2 separate regions of the Mus musculus genome follow, and region 1 is linked to region 2. A link is a contact called in public promoter capture Hi-C data. All regions are on one chromosome and are shown on one strand. Each heading gives the region's core, a stretch centred on a gene start, on an enhancer-like site or on the middle of the called end of the contact. The rest is flanking DNA. Distances are from core to core; before and after follow the strand shown. Region 1 holds the start of Tmprss9 (transmembrane protease, serine 9). Region 2 holds the start of Mex3d (mex3 RNA binding family member D).

The links. Promoter capture Hi-C pulls out the DNA fragments that hold promoters and counts their contacts.
Region 1: a promoter capture Hi-C map of pre-B cells shows a contact between it and region 2, with 2.3 times the contacts expected there. The contact joins the promoter of Tmprss9 here to the promoter of Mex3d in region 2. A contact is called at or near these places in 3 of 39 promoter capture datasets (erythroid cells, liver and pre-B cells) and 1 of 9 other capture datasets (liver).

The regions. Positions count from the first base shown.
Region 1 is chr10:80,878,202-80,884,056 of GRCm38.p6, reverse strand. It overlaps Tmprss9 (transmembrane protease, serine 9), which reads right to left and starts at 4,241. Exons shown (of 18, transcript NM_001081688.2): 1 at 4,094-4,241; 2 at 1,295-1,422; 3 at 271-338; 4 at 1-114. The coding sequence starts at 4,241.
Region 2 is chr10:80,385,491-80,392,002 of GRCm38.p6, reverse strand. Mex3d (mex3 RNA binding family member D) reads left to right here and starts at 4,352. Exons shown (of 2, transcript NM_198615.2): 1 at 4,352-5,342. The coding sequence starts at 4,583. Gm30823 (a long non-coding RNA gene) reads right to left here and starts at 4,243. Exons shown (of 3, transcript XR_380610.3): 1 at 4,106-4,243; 2 at 567-698.

The DNA of each region.
Region 1 (5,855 bases), core at 2,992-5,491, 490 kb before region 2:
CTTGCCTGGATTCCTTTCTGCAAGATGTCTGCTTCCTGCTTCAGGCTCAGGGGCTGGAGGGCTCGGAGCAGAAAGTGTAGCCGGAAATGTACAATCACAGTGGAATTGCCATCCCTACATGCAAGAGGGGAGGGTCTTGAGGGTGGAGGGCAAGCTCACAGCTGGGAATCTTCCAGATACTTCTGGAAGGTTCTAGAATTATCTATATGCTTCTGGCATCTCCACAATGTCTACCATAGCTGCTACACCCTCACAGAGGTCCCAGCTCACCTGTAACTAAGCACGGTGCAGCCTGCGCAGCTCGACTCTAACTCTGTTTTCTGGAAACTACTCACAAACTGCAACAGAAATGAGAGCAACGATGCTATAACCACAGAGAAACAAACAGGACCACAGCCAGAGATCAGGCAGGGAGGGCATTGTGAAGTTGGTCACGTGAAACACTCTTCTGTCAATAGATTAACAAACACGGTGCAATCGAGGCATGTAACGAAATGGAACTGAGCAGTGGAAAGGAATAAAGGAATGGAATATTACTCAGCTGTGGAAAAGAATATAAGAATATATGCTGCTTCCAAGCTATAACCACAGAGACTTTAAAATATATATATATTAATATTATTTATTTAACGTATGAGTGCTCTGCTGCATATACATCTGCTTCCTGAAGAGGGCATCAGATCCCCCTATAGATGGTTGTGAGCCACCATGTGGTTGCTAGGATTTGAACTCAGGACCACTGGAAGAACAGGCAGTGTTCTTAACTGCTGAGCCATCTCTCTAGCCCAACCACAGAGACTTAAAGCAACATCTCAAACAGGTCTGGGAGATGAAGGGTTGTTGGGAGAGTTGCACATTAACATGTGCACTAGTCAGAGCTACTGAGAGGTAGGAGCAGCTGCATGACCATAGAGATGGATAGATGGGGGATGGGGGAATAGGTGTGGGTGGGTGGATGGATGGGGAGATGGGTGGGTGGGTGGGTGGGTGGTGGATGGATAGATGGATGAGTGGGTGGATAAAAGAATGATCCACAACACATGATCCATTCCAACACTGAACCAGCATGCAGCTGTGAACAGGTGGGGTCTCTGACATGTCCCCAGCATGCAGGAACCTTGGGACATTGTGCTCAGTAAGAAACCAACACAGAATAGACTCCATGATAAAAATATCACGTCTGTTTAGTAGGTGGATGCAGAGCACAGCGTCTCCCCGTTCACCCCACAGACCGACCTCCCCTCCCCCAGAGTCTACCAAGCTGACCCTGCCTCCAGGCCCCAGCTGTACTTGCCAGTGTCTGCAGAGCATGCGTGAGTAGGCGGTAGAAGTCAGAGTTCTCCTGCTGCAAAGAACTGGTGAAACGGATCCCATGTAGCTCTGCTATGTGCTCCACGTGGGCGCCCTGTGCGGAGAAGAAGGCTGCGGACAAGACGGGTGCCTGGTGAGACAGCCCCACTGTGGGCTTGGGGCTCACCTGCCGAGCCTCCATACACACAGGACCTGACTCCCCAGGTGGAGCAGCATTGAGTCTCTGCTGAAGGCTGTCCTGAGGACTCCCAGAGACAGTATAAAGTGACATGGGCTGTCCCCAAAGTCAGCTTCCTTGACTTGAGTCAGTGACATCACAGGTCACAGTCCCTCAGGAGGTCTTACAGTGTCCCAACCTCCTTCCTAGGATGGGGCAGTGACTCCTGCAGAGGACAGAGTAAGCTGGCAGACACCAGAACCTTTGTACAATTTATCCAGAGGCCACATTCCAGGCTGGCATGCCTTCTTTGACAGTTTGTGACACATGTGAACGTCAGGTCATCAAATCGACTCCCCACCCCACCCCGGCCCCTCTCCCTCTCTCTCCATCATGTGTTTGAGCCAGGGTCTCTCATTGAACACAGCGGCTCACCAATTCAGCACCAATTCCACTAGGACCAGCCAGGGAACCTGAGGAGCCCCTGTGTCCTTGACTCTGAGATGACAAGCATCCATTACTGCACCTGGCTTTTTCTTGTGTGGGGATGGAGACCCTGGTGTCTGGCGAGGTAGTCCCTGTGTGGGGGCTGAGCCATCTCCCAGCCTCTCTTCTTTTCATTCTTTTGAAGCAGGTTTGCTCTGTAGGCTGTGGTGACTTGGATTTTACAACCGTCCCGCCCCAGCTGGCCCTGCCTGTGCCACCACTTCTCCTAAAGGGAGTTTCTGACTCTTCAGTTTCCTCCACTCAGGAAGCTGCCACACGGACACTGTGGTGTCAGGGTATTTAAGACCAACACGGCCGGGCAGTGATGGCGCACGCCTTTAATCCCAACACTTGGGAGGCAGAGGCAGGCGGATTTCTGAGTTCGAGGCCAAACTGGTCTACAGAGTGAGTTCCCGACAGCCAGGGTTACACAGAGAAACCCTGTCTCGGAAAACCAAAAAAAAAAAAAGAGCAACACGAGAGCCTTTTACCCTTAGCAAGTAAATTAGGGGGTGGAGAGACAGTTCAGGCATTTGGAGCCTGACTTGGTTCCAGCACCAATATAGCTCACAACCGCCTATAATAGCAGGTCCAGTGTGCCTTGCACCCTCTGCCGGCGGCCGTGGGTACTGCATGCATGCGCCGCACAGGCATACATGCAAGTAAAAAGCTCATACACAGAAATAAATTTTTTTAAAAAAAGATTTATTGGATAGAGGAGTGGGGGGGAGGGTGTGGGAGACTTTTGGGATAGCATTGGAAATGTAATTGAGGAAAATACGTAATAAAAAAAGATTTACTTATGTATTATGAATACAGCATTCTTCCTGCATTATAGAAGGTTTGAGCCATCATGTGGGGGCTAGGAATTGAACTCAAGACCTCTGAAAGTGCAGTGATCTTACCCTCTGAGCCATCTCTTAGCCCCAGAAATAAAATTTAAAAAACAAAATCTGCCAGACAGTGGTGGTACACGCCTTTAATCCCAGCCCCTAGGGGGCAGAGGTACACAGATCTCTGAGTTGGAGGCTAGCCTGATCTACAGAGCAAGTTTCAGGACAGTCAGAGCTACACAGAGAAACTGTCTCAAAAAAACAAAAAACAAAACAAAACAAAACAATAAAACCACCACCAACAACAACAACAAAAAACAAAATAACACAACAGAAGCAAACGGATAGTGTGTGGGTGCTGAGTCTTAGCCATCCGTCGGGATGGATTTGTGGATTCATGGGTAGAGGGATCATCCCAATGGGCTGTATCGCTCAGTGGGTAGAGCACTCCCTGCAGGCATTGGCCCTGGGTGGTGGCATGGTGGTGCACATCTCTAGTCCCAGCACTTCGGAGAATGAGACAGAGACCATGAGTTTAAAGTTATCCTTAGCAGTGAGAGTTTGAGGCTAGCACGGGCTACGTCAGACCCTTCTCTTTCTCAAAAACCAGGAAAATCCCTCAAAAATGATCGCAAAGGTTTGTGTGCCACTTGGACTGACAGGAAACCCTCAAAGGGGTAGAGCACGAGGGGAGATGAGAATGCTACTGCACGTGACAGGCACAGCCACTAGGGGGCAGCATTCAGCCACATCAGACTGCAGTAACCTAGCCCGTCCAGAAAAGCTTAATACATATTAGTACAGTTGGGGACTGTAGGACAATTATCAATGTATTCTGTTATCTTTTATCAATACAGGGTTTCTCTGTGCAGCTCTGGCTGTCCTAGACTTTATCTGTAGACCAGGTTGGCCTCAAACTCACAGAGATCAAAGGGTGTATGCCACAACTGCCTGGCCAATTAAATTTTTTCCACACAAGTTCCCCAGTTTGTACCCATTATCACTGTATCACCATGCTAACAGGCATGAGCCCAGCCTCTCCTAAGCCACACCCCTGTAGTCCTGCCTGACCCTCCTGCTGCCTTAAGCTGTCAAAACTGACATATCTGTTCCCTCCCCATTCGACCACAGGACTGCCCGCCCACCCGCTCCTTCTTGTCATTGCAAACACTTCCTGCATACCCAGCATATTCTTGGACCCCAGAGCCTGTCCTTGCCACTGCTGGATCTGGCTGGAAGGTCAGCCCTTTGACACTTGGGATGTCCTTTTGCATCCGAGGACCCAGGCCTTCTTCCTGCCACTTACCTGAAAGGACTCCCAGGGTCACGATGGCCATGCTGATGCCCACCACTGCGATGACAGCCGTTCGACAAGGGCCAGGGTCTGGAGCAGATACAGAGACAGCCTTTGTCACCTCTGGCACAAGTTGTAAGTCTGGTGCAGTGGGCTCCATGGCTCGGCAAAGGTAAGCTCCAGCTAGACACCTGCAAGAGAAAAAGAACAAAAAATGGACAAAGGATTTATCTGACATTCAGCCACACTTGGCCCTGGACTCCTGATCAACTGACTCCACTTCCAGAGTGCAGGGGTGACAGGCATGCACCCAGCATTCCCTGACACCCATGTGGACCCAAGTGCACCCTTTGCTAATCCTGGTATCCCAAGGCTGAGGCCAAGCCAATTTGTCCCATCCTTAAGGAGACTTGATCTGCCTGAAATGGCCACTCAGACCCTTGTGACCGCCATGCACAGCAGAGGGGACAGGTCAGTGGCCCCACTATGACATCACTTAAGCTACAGAGATTCTGGGTGAGACGCAACCATATCCCCAAATCATCACTGAAGTGAGAGACAGGAGCCATGCTGCAGCTCTGACCAGTGAGCTCTCGGCCTCGGGCTGCAGGGGAGACCTCCGTGACAGTCCACATACACACAGATGTACACACAGATGCACACACAGGCGACCACACACATGCAAACACACCCACACACATTCATGCACACATATGCATACACACATGCGCACACATACATATACGTGCACATACACACATGCATGCACACATGTGGATATGTGTGTGCATAACACATATACACATGCACATGTGTGTGTGCACACAGGCATGCACACACGAGCACACACGCATTACTGTGCTCACACACACCCCTTGCTCATCCCTTCCCTGAGGACTTGCTCTTAGTGAGTGCTAAGCATGCCATGCCATTCAGCCCTTCCCACAGTAATTACTGCAGAGCTGCCTTGCCCACAGACACAGAGCCCTGAAAAGGGGCTGATGCAACTCTGTGAACCTCGGGAGACCTGAGCTGGGGAGACCAGGCTACCAAGAACTGCTTCACCAGAACCAAGCATGGTAGCACACACCTGTCATCCCAGCATCCAGGAAGCTGAGGCAGGGGGATTTCTATGAGTTCCAGGCAAGGCTGGACTGCCAAGTGAGACATTGTAGCCAAAAATGGGGAGGAGGTAGATGCAGGCCATGGAACACAGACTACTTCCTGGTCAGCTCTGATCCTCAACAGGGGACCAGGATCCTGGCTTTGGGAGACCAAGTCTACCCTGACACTTGGTCTGTAAGTAGGGTTTGTTGGGGGTAAACATGGCATACGTTCAGCACTTCTGTGCATTGGTGACACAGGGGCTGTCTAGCAGTGTCCTCTCAATGGAGGCACTTCCTCCTGAGGGAAGGCTCCCTGAGACTCACAGACTTCCTGAAACTCCCATGATTCATAATGGTAGGGAGAGGGGACTAAGTCAGGCATCAGGAAACCCCAAACTGCCTCTAAGTCACCCACACTCAGTGAACTCACAGGTTGCCTGAGCTCAGTCTATAGGATCAGTTCTGTGGTCTGAGGTCGGTGCCCTGTCTTCAGTGAAGTGGTGGCTGCACACATCTCCCCAGGAAACACTGAGTGAGCAGGTCGGGCACTGAAGGAGCTATGAGTATAAAATGGTAGCTTTCTCTGCCTGATGTGGAACACCAGCTAAGTTCTGAGCCTACAGCTGCTGCAAGGAACAAGGGATCCTCACAGAGCAGCGAGCAAAACG
Region 2 (6,512 bases), core at 3,103-5,602:
TAAAAGTTGTCATACAGGAGGCTCCTTCTGTTATAGGCCACCAACCTGTGACAGGCACACAGGTCTAAGATGCGACCACCATAGAAGGAGCCCCCATCCCTGTTCTCTGTCCCTGTTCCACTGAGGGTGGCCTTCAGATAGGGCCTTCCACAAGCCCTATCCAACGTAAGCAGCCCATGGTCAGGCTCTTAGGTCAGGGGGCCCCTGCAATGGGTACTGGGCAGGCTGGGAGTCCCCAGGTTCCACGAGGGCAGTGATGGCTCCCTGCTGCTGGGCCTCATACTCTAATCTGCAACATGCCAATTGAGGACACCTGAGTCTGATGACAATGTAGGGCAAGGCCACCTAGCTTTCCCTGGTGACAGTGATGTTCCTCTGCACCTCCAACCCTTTCATCTTTTTAAAATCTCCTGTCACATGTGTCATCCAGGTCACCCAGCAACCCCACAGCCCGCCTGCTGTCCTGCAGCCACCACAAACTTGCTCAGCCCAATACCCCACCCCCGGGGCCATGTTTCTGTCCAGCCAGTGTGACAAAGGATGGTGGCACCAGAGGTAAAGCTTACCTGCATGGGGTCATCCATTTGCCAGAATGTTGCTAGGCCATGAGTAGGAAAACAAGGTTGTAATGTACCAAAGCCAAGCCAGTATGCCACAGACAAGCTCACAGTGGGACTCTGTAACAGTAAACTCCAGACCTGGAGAAAGCAGGAAACAACCATGAGGACAGGCATCAGGAGGATAGGGCCTCCTTTGGGATGATGGGAAATTCTGGAACTATATGGAGGAGGCTCATGATTTTAGCGCTGGGGATGGAACCCAGACCACTGTGCTGCCCACCAAGACTCGACCCTGGACATGGACTCCAACATGGATTCACTTCCAAATGAATCAAAGGGCTGCACATTTAGCTTTATTGTCATTAAGGGAAGCTTGTACCAAGGCTCAGCAAAGTGACCCAGGCTACCTTCCCTTCCATAAAGGGGCTGCAAACTGCCTCCTCATCTCTCTGTAGCTGTTCACATCTTTAATTCCACAGCGTTGGAGTAAAGGTCTGAGGGCAGGGTCCAGGGCGTCAGGTGCCGCTGGCAGGCTTGGAAGCAAGTGCCTGTCCGTGCTTTCAGGAACTTGAGGTGTGCACCCTGTGTGAGCAGCACATACAAAAGCCGCAAGGGCTCAGAACCCTAGGACTGGGGTTACAGACAGTTGTGAGCCACCATGTGGGTGTTGGGAAGTGAACCCGAGTCTTTGGGAGAGCGGCCAGAACTGTAAGCATTGAATCACGTCTTCCTCGTATTTATTTCTTAGTTTGTTTAGAGATTAGGATGAACATAGGCTCGGCTGCACTCCACTGCTGAGACTCACCACAGCCCTCCAAGTGTTGAGTTTATCTTAGGTTACTTTGCTTTATTGGTTTATGTTGTTCATGGTGTCTGTGTGTGTTCATGCATGCCTGTCGTAGTCCACCACAGCTGATGTCACCCCTCAGGTCCCTTCCAGCAGGTCACTGGCAGGGTCAGGGCCTACCATATCAGGATTTTACATGCCTACGTCTTGGGGATGTGACTCAGGCCCATCACAGTGGCAGGGCAAGTACTTCACCCAGTGTTGGTTCCTGGGGTCAGTTCCACACCCGAAAGGCTCCTCCAGGGAAATGCCCCAGCAGCCTCACCTGAAACCCTCCCTGCACTGTCTCTAGAACTGGGCTCTCTGCATGCTGGGTAAGAGAAATGCCCTTATGCTGTTGATGTTTATAGATAAGATCTTTCTCTCTAGACCAGGCTAGCCTCAAACTCAAGGAGACCCACCTGCCTCTGCCTCCTGTGTGCTGGGATTGAAGGCGTGAGACACCATACTCAGTTTACCCCTTGGTCAGAGGCAAGTGGATCTCTTGAGTTCGAACAGCCTGGTCTACAGAGTGAGTTCCAGGACAGCCAGGGCTACACACAGGGAAAAAAAAATGTGTACACCTGAGTTTCTGTCTGTGCACCACATGCATACAGGAGCCCTAAAGGTCCAAAGAGGGCAGTGGGTCTCCTGGGAATGGACTTACAAGCAGTCGTAAGCTGTCATGTCGGTGTTGGGAACTGAACCCAGGTCCCTACAAAAGCAGTGAGTTCTCTCTCTGCCCCCACAGACTTAGTTTGAGACAGAGTCTCTTGCTGAACCTGGAACTCAGGAATTAGGCTAGGACCACTGACCTCGATGCACAGGGTCTCCTGTCTTCACCTCCCAGGTGTTGGGATCGCAAACACTCGGCTATAATTTAAATTTGGAGCCTCACCATTTTGAGGCTGTCTCTTTCCGAATCTTGGAAGGCTACTTGAGGTGCCTCTGGTGCTCAGCTTCACACCCCCTCCTCTCTCCCCTCCCTCCTGGTCCACAGCTTCACATCTGAGTGTCTCTGCCCTCCATCTCTGCTCACAGCCAGTAGTTCAAACTCTGGCTGGGTGGGCAGAAGTGACCCGCTTGACTGCGTGCAGCCCAGGTTAGCCTCTGGCTTTGAATACCTGCCAAGGCTGCTGAAGTTTCTGCCAAGTCAAGGACAAGGACTGTAGCTGGGGCCCAGGGAATGGCTAGACATAGATGTTAGGAAGAGGAGTCAGTACTTCCTTTTTTTTTTTTTTCCTTTTCTCCCCGCCCTCCTGAAGCAAGGTTTCTCTTCATAGTCTTGTCTGTACTGGAATTCCCTGTGTAGACAAGGCTAGCCCCAAACTCACAGAGAAACTGCCTGTCTGCCTCCCAAGTCCTGTGCCACTAGCATCCAGCTTTGATTTAACAATAATCTAAGTATAATAATAATAGTAATTATTATTAAACTGGCTCTTAATTCACAGCCCTGGCTGACCTGGAACTTCCTGAGTAAACTAGGATGGCTTGGGACTTAGAGGTGTGAGCCATGGTACCCTACTGGCTCTTGACCTTTTATTAGGGTCAAGGTGGCTTCTGGGCAGAAGAACTAACACACTGGGGGTGTGAGGACACTCTGTGTTCCAACCTGCACTTGTGTTCATGATGGTTGTAAAAGTGACAGGAAGGCATGGATTGGGGGAGGGGCACTGTTGTGGCTAAGAACGCTGCAGAATGGAGCGGCCTCTGCCCCAGACCCTGGGACACAACTGACCTGAGGTTGCAGTCAGCTGTAGGCAAGGACCCAGACAAGGTCCATCCTGTTCCCTGTTCATGAGAAATCTCAACAGGAACTCTGAGGTATATGCAACAGCTGGGGACAGTATGGCCCTGGAGGTAGGCAGAGCCTGTGGAAGAGGCTGCCTTCCTCAGAGCCCAGCATCTCCAGTGAGGGTCGTCTCAAATGATTATGGGCAGTGTCTGCTGGGAAGCGATTCACCCCACAAGTTCTAAGTGCTTATGTCTAAGTTTGGGTGTACACAACCCCCTCCACCCCCAAGGATGAGCTGTTGGGAAAGGCTTGACTTGGGGAAAGGGACCTCTGGCTGCCCAGACACCATGCCAGGAAGGACGTGACTCGGGGAATGGGTCCCCAAGTCATTAAATGTGCTTGGGATAGAGGCGCCGTCGTCAGGAGGAGGACAGAACCAGCTGGAAGAACACAGCACAGGAGCTGGCGCCACCCTGTTACTCAGAGTGGGTTCCATGACTGAGGGTGAGGTGGGGGACCAGAGTCAGTGTGGTACCCTAAACTAGAGAGTCCCCAGGTGCACATAGGTAGAAATCCCCGGCTTCTGGAGGGCAAGGACAGCCTGGGGCAAGCCAGGTACTAGAGAATATTGCCTTTACGATGTAGTCACAGTGTAGGGGCTGATGTGAAAGAAAACACCGTGTGGCTGCGAGGTGATCCCTGCCAGAGGGTCCCCAAGGTCTCCAGGCACACGGGGAGGATTTCCCTGCTCTCGAAGAGCGAGGACTGACTAGAGAAGAAAGACACAGGAGGGGGACTCCACACTTTTGAGCACAGAGATGATTTTGTGGGATCGGGGAAGGGGAAACACAGTGTGGCCGCCAAGTGATCCCTGATAGAGGTCCCGAAGGTCCCCTGGCGGGCACTGGGAGGAGGCCGGGGAAGCCAGGGGTGATGGCGAGGGCTCCTGGAGCACACGACCCTCCCCATATCCCCGGGACGCACCAAGGTGGCTCAGAACTGCGGGCTCCGCCGACCCACCTGTGGCGCCTCCCGCACGTGCGGGCGGGCCAGGGGGAGGGGGAGAGGGAGGAGGAAGGGGAGGGTCCGCACCCTGGGCGGGGGCGGGGCAAACACGTGACTGCCGGCCCGGCCCGCGCGTGCGCAGCGGCGTTGCCCATTGTTGGCCGCGGTGACGTCGCGGGGCGGGGCCGGGGCGGGGCGGCGGGAGGGCGGAGGGAGGGAGGGCACGAGCGTCCCGTGCCACCGCCGCCGCCGCCGCCGCCGCCGCCGCCGCCTCGGCCGCCCAGGAGCCGCCGCCAGCCCTGCCACAGCGCCACCGCCCCGCAGCCCCGCGTCCCCGCAGCATCCCCGCGCCGCCGTCCCCGCCCCGCCGCTGGATGCCGGCGGCCGGCGGCCGAGCTCGCAGACGCGGAGGGCGGCGCGGGCGGCGGCGGCGGCGCGGGCCCGAGCGCTAAAGCCATGCCGGGCTCCACCGGGCAGCCCGACGCGGGCGGCGCGGGAACCGGGACCACCGCCGGCGACCCCGGGCATCCGCACCCTGCACTCGCGGGAGCCGAGGATGCCGCGCCCCGGCCGCCACCCGAGCCCGACGACGCGGCCGCTGCGCTGCGCCTGGCGCTGGACCAGCTGTCCGCGCTCGGGCTGGGGGGCGCGCGCCCCGGAGATGAAGGGATGGCGACACGCAGCGCGGACGGGGCGACAGAATGCGGAGAGGATGAGCCCGCGCCCCCCGACGAGCTCGAGGTGGCCGTGGCGCCCCCGGTGACTGGTGCGCCCTCGATGGGCGTGGGACCCTCGATGGCCCTGGCACCCTCGGTGACTTGTGCACCCTCGATGGCCCTGGCACCCTCGGTGACCAGTGCACCCTCGATGGCCCTGGCACCCTCGGTGACTTGTGCACCCTGCATGGCTGTGGCACCCTCGGTGACGGTGGCACCCTCAATGGCACTGACACCCTCGGTGACCCTGGCACCCACGATGGCCGTGGCTTCTTCGGTGGCCCCCGGCGGGCTGCCTCTTTTGGACCCCGACGTGAGCCCCCGGCCATCACCCCCAGACGTGTTCGCCAGCTTCGCGCCACACCCGGCTGCCCTGGGTCCCTCGACGCTGCTGGCTGAGCAGTTGAACGTGATCGGGAGTCGCAAGAAAAGCGTGAACATGACCGAGTGTGTGCCGGTGCCCAGCTCGGAGCATGTCGCGGAGATCGTGGGTCGTCAGGGTGAGTGGCTGCCGTCGAGGAGTGCAGGGGCGCGCTTATTCTCCTGGATAAATATTGAGGGGGGCACGTATGTATTGGTGGGAGGAAGGGACAAGCTGTGGCCCGTTCTAGCCCAGGGTGAATGTGACCAGGAGACCCCAGGGACACGCCCCGTGTGGAATCTAGGCCTCGGTGGATTTCTTGGCGCCTTTGTTCAAAGCTGCCGGCTGCTGCAGAAGTTGGGCACTGCCCAAGCTGTGGCCACAACCGCGGCCTTTGTCTGGGTTCCTAGGGACAACCACAGTCCATGTGCCATAGCTGGGGGACACCTTAGGACATAGGCCCCTTAGAAGCAGCTAGGGCTGCCCCCCACCCACCCACAGATAGGCATGGGGCGGGGCCAGCTTAGACTTGCTAGCCCAGGGAGGGTGCCCGGAGGGCAGGATTGAAGTATAGTAGTTTAGATAGAAGGTGCCTCTCTTAGCTCTCTAGCTTGGAGGTCCGGACTAGGTGCTGTCCTCTGAGAAAATGACTATAGCCCCCAGCGAACCCTGAGCTTGAGAATCTGGCATTTATAGGAGGGTCTCCTGGCTGTAGAAGCTCTCCATGGGGTTCACCCCGCCCATCTTGACAGGCTGACCCCCAGCGGTCCCAGGGTATAGGGATCTAATCTACCCAGACATGGGGGTCCCTGCGGCAGCACTGTGGAGCTGGGGAGTGTCTCTGTTGGCCGCCCCATTGTTCTCTTTGTTCGAAAGCCAGGCTGAGATTCGCACAGTGACATCAGGCCAGCCGTTGCTCATTGGCCCTTGAGCTGCTGGGGCGGGCAGGACTGTGGTGGGCAGTGCCCGGCCCTTCACACACCCACAAGCCTGGATAGTGATGACCCCCAACTTTCCCCTTCCCTCCTCACCACAGCAGCCCACTCCTCATATCCCAGCTAAGATCGGGGATCAGCCTAAGAACTTTAGGGTGGGGCTCAGGCATCCCTGGACCCTCAGGAATGGAGGAGGATGTGAGTGGTTTGAATTGCAAAGGTGACTGCCATCCTCCAACAAGCAAAGGCCACCCGTGGCCACTTCCCGAGTTCCAGGAGTATCCCCTGCTCTTCTGTCATTTATCCGTTCCATGCCTACCGAGAATGGGCGGTGCTGGGCCTAGGGGCCCTCGAGGGTGGGGACAGTCATCTGT